Linked DNA regions of Sus scrofa: regions 1 and 2 are each linked to region 3. A link is a contact called in public Hi-C and promoter capture Hi-C data. All regions are on one chromosome and are shown on one strand. The core of a region is the stretch at or near the end of the contact, and the rest is flanking DNA. Distances in the headings are between cores, read along the strand shown. Region 1 has its middle 17 kb from the start of PHGDH. Region 2 holds the start of PHGDH (phosphoglycerate dehydrogenase). Region 3 holds the start of HSD3B1 (hydroxy-delta-5-steroid dehydrogenase, 3 beta- and steroid delta-isomerase 1).

Evidence for each region. Promoter capture Hi-C pulls out the DNA fragments that hold promoters and counts their contacts. A called contact is a pair of places that touch in the nucleus more often than the background predicts.
Region 1: a Hi-C map of liver shows a contact between it and region 3, with 2.1 times the contacts expected there. A contact is called at or near these places in 3 of 5 promoter capture datasets (fetal skeletal muscle, liver and skeletal muscle), 27 of 47 Hi-C or Micro-C datasets (adipose tissue, alveolar macrophages, brain and 15 more) and 1 of 2 datasets of targeted methods (alveolar macrophages).
Region 2: a contact with region 3 is called in a promoter capture Hi-C map of liver, with 2.4 times the contacts expected there. A contact is called at or near these places in 2 of 5 promoter capture datasets (fetal liver and liver) and 3 of 47 Hi-C or Micro-C datasets (embryonic fibroblasts, fetal liver and liver).

What each region holds. Positions count from the first base shown.
Region 1 is chr4:101,493,307-101,496,381 of Sscrofa11.1, forward strand. No RefSeq gene overlaps it. Among named protein-coding and RNA genes, the nearest start is that of PHGDH, 17 kb to the left of the region's middle.
Region 2 is chr4:101,476,588-101,479,409 of Sscrofa11.1, forward strand. PHGDH (phosphoglycerate dehydrogenase) reads right to left here and starts at 1,557. Exons shown (of 12, transcript NM_001123162.1): 1 at 1,270-1,557. The coding sequence starts at 1,407.
Region 3 is chr4:101,572,545-101,575,244 of Sscrofa11.1, forward strand. HSD3B1 (hydroxy-delta-5-steroid dehydrogenase, 3 beta- and steroid delta-isomerase 1) reads right to left here and starts at 1,278. Exons shown (of 4, transcript NM_001004049.2): 1 at 1,228-1,278; 2 at 862-1,097. The coding sequence starts at 1,006.

The sequences.
Region 1 (3,075 bases), core at 390-2,889, 79 kb before region 3:
AGCCTTCCCCTGGTCAGCCCATCGAAAAGGATAACAGAACCCCAGTTCTGACCTTAAACTCAATCCTCATATAGGGAGAAAGATATGGCTAAATGGAGGAGACAGGACTCAAGCAAAAAGTAAGATGTGCTAATGCTTAGTGGGCCAGTGTGACCTAAGGTGGCACCTATGGCATGTGGAAGTTCCCAGGCTAGGGGTTGAATTGGAGCAGCAGCTGCTGGCCTACACCACAGTCACAACAAAGCGGGATCCAAGCCATGTCTGTGACCTACACCACAGCTCACAGCAATGCAGGATGCCAAACCCACTGAGCGAGGCCAGGGATCGAACACACATCCTCATGGGTAATAGTTGGGTTCGTACTGCTGAGTCACAGTGGAAACTTCCTGACCTTAACAAGTCTTAATGGAACAGGGCCCTGAGTTCCTAAGGGAACAGAAAAAGGGTATCTTAGAATCTTGGTTCAGTTCTGCCGGAAGGTGTGATGTACTGAGGGAGAATTTATGGTCAACAGGCCTCCTTCAAATCAAATTAGATCTACGGGCTCTGTGTGGTTGCCCTGCCCTTCACTCATACAGCAGGGATTCTTGTACTTGAGGTCCATGTACTCCTAGGGCTGCTGCAGCCTTTGGAAAATAATAGGCCTATGCATGTTTTGTGTGAGGGAAGGCTCGGTTGCTTGGATCAGATTCTCCTATGGGCTCGGACGGACAATTCTAGAAACTTTCCCACAACTCTCAGCAAAGATGAGTTAAGGAGTCAGACATTTTCCATCAACTCCTTCTCTCCACACTGAGTTCTCTAGAACTTTCAAGCTGTGAATAAAGTGAAGACATGCATAATTTTGATTATACCAACAAAAAGTTTATATACATAATTACATATATACATATAAATATATGTATAAAATTATATGTATGTATACAGACAGAAAGGTCGACATTCAATTCTGTTCCTTTTAAAGAGCAATTGGCAAAGTCATTCACTTGCATTAACACATGGTGCTTGATTGGAATTAGTGTCATTAATTTGATAGCATAATAGTCTTCTCAATAAATAAAATAGAAAGTTTGAGAAAGAGTGCACCCTGGGGAAAAGATCGGGATGAAGAGACCTGATCCAGTTCAGGTGCATAAAACACAGCATGCTGCAGAGATCTGTCTCAGAGAGAAGCACAGGAGACAGCTGTCCATAGTCAGGTGGTGTGGGATTGGGGGGTGGAGGTGGGCACTGCTCTGGAAGATATTTTACCTAAAGAGAAACACTTCAGTATTTTTCCTAAAGAAAAGCTCATTGTCCTAAAACTTCAAAGAAAGAGCACTTCTGACCTTGTGGTTCACACTGAGCTAGGATTATCAATTGACCTTATTTCAAAACTAGTCATGCATAGACAGGGCAGAGGTCAGAGCCACAGTGAGTCAGAAGAGTGGAAAGAAGCTTAGAGAGACTAGTTGATGGATTACTAACTGTTGGCCACAGACACATGTGTTTTTGAACCATTGAGTGTTTCAAAAGTAATTTGAGCTGATACTGGAAAATTAAGGAATTTCACGTTAAGATTTCCATTTATTGGCATTCCTGCTGTGGTGCAGTGGGTTAAGAATCTGACTGTGGTGGCCTGGGTCACTGCAGAGGTTTGGATTAGATCCCTGCCTGGTGCAGTGGGTAAATGATCTGGCTTTGCTGCAAGCTGCTGCATAGGTTGCAGCTGCATCTTGGATTCAATCCCTGGCCTGGGGACTTCCGTATGTCACAGGTGAGGCCATAAAATAAAATTTTAAAAATTAAAAAAAAAAAAACAAAAAACGAGCTCCTGGTGTGGTGCAGCAGAAACGAATCCGACTAGGAACCATGAGGTTGCGGGTTCAATCCCTGACCTCCCTCAATGGATTAAAGATCCTGTGTTGCCATGAGCTGTGGCGTAGGCCAGCTGCTGTAGCTCCAATTGGACCCCTAGCCTGGGGACCTCCATATGACTCAAGTGAGGCCCTAAAAATCAAAAAAAAAAAAAAAAGATTTAAAAAAGATATTTTCATTTCTTTTGAAAAGTCTGAAATCATTGCAATACAGATCTCACCCAATGAGCCCACACATTAGCGACAGTCCCCTTTAGGAGAAAGTGCTTTCCAGCTCCCCCAGGACCCACTCTGGCATTGTGCTATTGGGGATGGAGCAGGGCAGACCTGAAATGACTGGGACTCGTTAAATTATACACCAGAGACGCCGGAGTCCACCACTGCCACACGTTGCCTAGGCTCCAATGGGATTCTATTAGCTCCCTATGTGTCCTCCGGAAGTCTGTTTGGGATTTCAGCAGCTCTTTGGCCTGGAGGTGGTTTTATTTTTTAGTTGCAGACATTGCACTCACCCTTCCCAACCAGGACAACTTATCCCTGCTTTTCAGCAACTTCTCTCAACACCAGTTCAGTCCTGATGCCAATATCCACTCCCAGCTTATAATGCATCAACATTTGCTCTTTCAGCAAACACTTTCTTGTTGCCTATAACCTGTCAGTTGTACAAGGTACTGATGCGTAGACAGCAAGACATAGCCCTGTCCAGAGAGGAACTTAAAATGTAGACAGTTGGCATCCTATGATGAAAAAACGTTTTGTGGGGAAGGGGAGAGCCTCTCTGACGTGCTAATAGAAATCTGGCCACCAGATGGCGCTCAAGAGACCTCAGTGTAACAAAACGAGAGGAGGGGACCTAAAAGCAAATTTTCTCTCTTGGAGAACAAACAGCACTAGCACTCCTGTTTCACGTGCTCTGTGACCTTCTGTCACGCCTCTAGCTGTTACATTTCCCAACTCTGGACGCGGCACTTGCACAGGTAGGAGCTCCAGCTCCCACACGGCCCCTGCCCTCCCAACACTAATCTCCTGAAGGCAGAGCACCTCGGATGGAGAAAATCTGTGAGATGTGCTCCTGAGAGGCCTGATTCTTACCCGAGTTCATCACCCAGCCTGGGAGCCTCCTTTGGGAACAAGCCATGCCTCTCCTCTCCTGGCTGCCCTGGTCTTGCCCTCTCCCTGTCTGCTCATTTGCTGCATAATTTGATAAATATATTGATTT
Region 2 (2,822 bases), core at 307-2,806, 96 kb before region 3:
CGGCAGGGGTTCAACAGCCAAACACAGCAGCAGATACTGGCACAGTCTGAGAAGCATGCATACGAGTGCCCCACAGCTAAAGCAACAGCAGCTGCCCCCGCGGTTTGATGTAAGGGACCAGGGGAGCAGAGAAGGGTGGCGGGGATGGATAGGCTCCCCGAAACTGGTTGAGCTAGGTAGGAGCCTACACGTTGGGCTGTGGAAGTTGAGTGGCGGGGAGAATACTTCTGACAGGTGGGGTAGAGACCCCTGGGCTTTGGATGCAGCACAGAAGTATGAAGTCCAAGAACTGAAGAGTTCACAGAATAAATGTTATAAGCCTGGACGAGGCCACCAAGTCCCACAGAATGTTGACAAACAAGGCAGACAAAGATTTGAATTAGACTACACAGCAAACACAACAAACGGTGATACGTTCCTGAAGATGTTCTAAGAAATATAAAATTTCCAGGGCGTGTGGGATCTAGTCTGATCTGGTCATTCCTGACCACGGTGGGGACCTCCGCCAAGGCCATGGAGAGCTGGGACTAAGCCTGGACAGCTGCGGCTAGCGGCTCGCGGCTCGCGCCGGCATCTCGGGAGCCCACAGCCCGTCCCCCTTCCTCCAAGAGCTCCCAGGAGGCCGAGGGGCGGTGAAAACTCTCAGCAGTCTTGCATCAGACGAAAGGCGGGTATGCCGTTTGCTGCCCCAGCCTGGCAGCCTTTCCTGCAGCTTCTCTAGCAGCCACGAGACAGGCTGGGACTCCGCCAGCCAACACTCCACCTCCCCCCACCCCCCCGCTGCCCCAGGGAAGGTAGGACTTGGCTGGGCAAGCCAGGGCTTGGCCGGGGAAGGATCGCTGGTCCCTGAGCTCCACCGAGGGAAGCCACTTTGGCGCTCCTCCCCCGGCGCCCTCCGCGCGAGGCAGAGGAGGCGCTGAACTGCCAGGGCCACTGTGCGCAAGGGGGAGCCGCGTTGGCATCCGGCGGGCAGCATGCAGGACAAGTTGGAGCAGCCTGCACTTTGCAATGCTGGCGGAGGCATGCCAACAAGAAACAGGCAGTTGCAGACGGAACGGAAAGTTTGCATCCTGCAGCTTGCCACCATTTGGTCCTCCCTCCAACTTCTCCCTGACCCCCTCCCCAACCCCCAATTTCCGTAAACCCCGAGACTGACTGACACCAGGGATGGGAGTGGGGCGCGGGGGTGGGGCGCGCTGGGCCGGGCTCGGTGAGCCGGGGTTCGCGGAGGATGCCACCGAGCCCTCGTCTTTCTCCCGTTCATCTAACCTGCAGCTCGGCTATCAGCTCCTCTTTGCTCAGATTCTGCTTCTCCACCACCTGCAACCCTCCATCTTGCAGGATCTCCCGGCAGCAAGGGTCCAGGCTATCACTGATAAGCACTTTCCGTAGATTTGCAAAAGCCATTACTGGAGTCGGCCTCAGAAACTGCAGCTCGCCCGGGGCAGAAACACCTAAACCAAACCGCAAAGCAGCTCTTCCGGCTGGCGGGCTTCTGTAACTGGGCAGGATTCACGATCTCCCGCTCCCCCTTTATCTCCCCCTCCTGCTTCTACCATCTCCTTCTGATTGGACAGAAATGCTCCAACTCTCTGTGACTCCGCCTCCTCCTCGCAGTTCTGAGCCTTCAGATCCCACGCCCATTTAATTATTCTCCAGAGATGAATTTCTCAATCTAAGCCAAAACTTTTCCCTACACCTGGTGAGCACAGTTTATGCTGACTTGCTGATTCATATCTGAAACAAACTGGGAAATACTCGTTCTCATCGTGAGAGAAATGTTTCACCCTCACTTCTTTCCTCCTAAGGACTCATGCACGAATTCCTTAACAGGAATTTATTGAGCGCACCTACTATGTGCAAGACAGGGTAGTGAATGCTGAAGCGGCTCCAATATCAAAAAGACATAGCCCTTTCCTCGGTGATGTAACATCAAGGATACCAAAGACACAAACATGGAAAAGCTAAATAGTAAAAAGCAATAGGAAACTGTTTCTGAGACCTCACTAAGCAGTGATTAATCTCAAATGAAGGATGCAATGAGAGTTATGAGCTTAAGAGATCAAAGGCCTGGATGTATTTGGACCAGCCAGGAGGTTTGTTCGAGTTCAATAGTCTCTTCTTCCTCTGCTTCCTCTCTGATTATAACAAAGAAGAAAAGGAAAATGAGACGTCCGTCTGGCCTAATATACATGCTGACCAAGGAGGCACTTCCCAGCTCTTAACTCCTTTTGTTTAAATCCCACAACAAACATGCTCTTCCATGCCCCATCTCCCAGAACACTGGAAAAATTCCACTTTGGGTTATTTAAGGGCACCTAGGATCAGAAGTAAAATCAGAGATGCTCATAGGTGAATTAAATTCAGTTTTATAGACATATGGCAGTCCAGTTACCGGATGTGTTCTGTTTTCCAGCACCATTCGCAAACCTCAAGTGCTTGGTCCTTATCCTATAGAATTAGGCAATGTTGATACTCTAATGAAACTTTGGACAGATAATCCCTAGGCACACATCCGATGTTAGAGCAAATGCTCCCAATGGGAAAGAGGATAATTTGGCTGTTCTGTTTATTGGTTTGCATGATTTCTTGGTCCCACACTCCAGCACTTCTGTTTCTCTTCCTCTCACGAGGTGCCCAGCAGCCCTGGGGGTCCTGGACAAAGACAGTGGACCTGTGCCCACGGGCTAACAAAGCAACTGGGGAAGCACCCATTTTGGTTACCACTTTCATTCCACTTCTTCCAGGACTCACCCTCTACTTCCATTCAGTGTACAATCTAAAGCCTGCTGTCTATAAAATGTAAGTAGCCCCTGCCTTTA
Region 3 (2,700 bases), core at 28-2,527:
GATACTCTTACCCATCCCAGAGGGCTGTGATGAGGGGCAAATGAGGGGACAAACGAAAAAACACCTAGCCCACTGCCTGGCACAGAAAGAACTCCATGAGCATTCTCTATTATTTTCCTTCCAGAAGCCTCTGCATCCAGCACGGCACCTGTCCACAGGAGGTGTGTCTGTTGTCTGCTGCCTCTCATTCTGTTTCGGGCTCCCTCGCTGCACGCCCAGGCCCCCCTTCCACTCCCCTCTCTCTCCTACTCCCTCTCTTCCTCCCTCCCTACCTCCCTCTGTCTCTCTATCTGTCTCTCCCTCTCTCTCTCTCTCTCTCACTCTCTCGCTCGCTCTCTCTCTCTCACTCTCTCTCTCGCTCTCTCTCTCTCACTCTCTCTCTCTCAGTCACTCACTTCACTCCCTTCTGGTTCACCGGCAATGTTAAGTGAAGCCACAAAGAGACCCATTAGTCTGCAGGGACAATCAAGAGGGGTAGGGACCCAGGGGTTAATGGCACTTGCTTGCCCTTTGCAGACGGTGCAAAGCAAGTGACAAGTCAAAAAAATCTTCAGAATGTTAAAGACTTGTTGACAAAAGAGAAAACTGATATGTGATTTTCCAGATGAAAAGAAAAGACGCCTAGAAGCAGAAGTGGCCGGGGCTGCGGCTCCCTCTCTAGTTCTTGGTCAGGACCGGACTCATCTCCAGACACCCAGCTCGGTGTCTTTCTATTACCCCATCTGTGATTGCCTTTGCAAAGACATAGGATTAGCCTTGATTGGATTACAGTTTTCCTGAAACTGCTAGACAAGAACCCCCTCCCCACACCAATGCAGGGTTTAAAATGGAGCTACACACCCATAACTAGAGTTCACTTACTAGAAAATTCCTCCCGAACTTCTGGTTTGAAGACTTTGTCTAGTACCCGGATCTCCTGCAGATCCTTCTCCTCCAGCAACAAGTGGACGATCCTCTGACCCAGAAACCCTCCTCCTCCTGTCACAAGGCAGCTCCATCCAGCCATTGCTAAACCTGGGCACCGAGAAATACTTGCCAGGAACCAGAAAACACTGGGGAGCAGACTGGATGAGCGGGCGAACCTGGAGAGGGTGGCCCTGGAAAGGGCCCAAAAGAGAGGTCAGGTGATTCAGTGGAAACTCATTTTGTTCCTTCCACTCCATTTTTGCAAAAATCCCATGTGCCCCCTCCCAGGAGTAGCTGAAAGCAAATGAAAAAAGCTCTAACCTGTAAGATTGTTGCAAGTCAGAAGAGAGAGCCTGGGTTCTGGTCTCCTGATGGCCCAAGGGCAGGAATGGATGGAGCTTTATGTGCCCTTGCCTCTGACTCAGCCCACTTCTCCTTGAACTCTTACTCCACACTCATAGCTCACGCCTCCTTACTTCCTGTCTAAAAAGTGAGTGGCAACCTTTAACTTGTATCTGTGCCATTCCTCCAAGGTACAGGAAGAGACCGCAGGCTTCCAGCCACAGCAGGAGAAAGATTATTTGTTTTATCCTCACCAGGACACCTGGCAGTCAGTGCCAGCTGTCTGGGCTCCCCAGTCTGTAAATTTAAACTAGATCAGGAGGAGTCCCTGTCATGGCACAGGGGTTAACGAATCCGACTAGTATCCATGAGGACTTGGGTTCGATCTCTGGTCTCGCCCAGTGGATTAAGGATCAGGCGTTGCTCTGAGCTGTGGTGCAGGTCGCAGACGTGACTCACATCCCCTGTAGCTGTGGCTGTGGCGTGGGCCAGCAGCTACAGCTCTGATTCAACCCCTAGCCTGGGAACCTCCATGGGCCAAAGGTGGCCTAAAAAGACATAAATAAATAAATAAATAAATAAATAAATAAATAAATAAGCAAACTAGATCAGGAGAAAACTCCCAGCACCGTGTGACTTGTGGCCTTATGCAATAAATACATCTGGGGGAAAATGCACTGTCGCCCATTGTGGGCTCTCTTAGAGTGTCATTTGAAACATTGTTGCTGTCTTGCAAAGTTTAGAAATTTGCAGGGGCGGCAGCTCTGATTGCGGCCAAAGTCTCAGGTGCCTCTGTACACTGATGCCAAACAGAAACAGAAATGTGGAGAGACAGCTGGAGAAAACAGAAAGGGTTGCTTTAATTGCCAGGCAGAGGGGAACACAGAAGGCTAGTGCTTCAAGGACTGTGTCCCCCTGCCTTGGCCACAGGAAGAGATCCTAGGGCTTGTGGTCTGTGGTAGATGATTAGATCAAAGTTGTGTCAGCCTTGCAATACTTCTTCCTTTGTAAAGCTTCCAAATAGTCACAGCCGGCCTTGAGCAGCTGGGCAACTGATTCTGGTTCTCTCAGGGCTTATCAGCCTGCAACCTCTGAAGAGGAAGAATCCCACAAGGGACTAAAGTAGAAAGGAATGCCAGGTGCAAGATGCAGTTTACACAGAGTCAGAGAGTGGTTAAGAAGCGAGCTGGGAGTTCCCATCGTGGCTTGGAGGAAAGGAATGTGACTAGTATCCATGAGTTCACAGGTTGGAACTTGCTCAGTGAGCTGTGGTGTAGGTTGCAGACAGGGCTTGGATCTGGTGTTGCTGTGGTGTAGGCCAGGGCCTACAGCTCCTATTTGACCCCTAACCTGGGAGTCTCCATATGCCGCGGGCACAGCCCTAAAAAGAGAAAAAAAAAAAAAAAAAAAAAAAAAGGAAGAAAAAAAGAGTGAGCTGGAGCACGGTGAAGG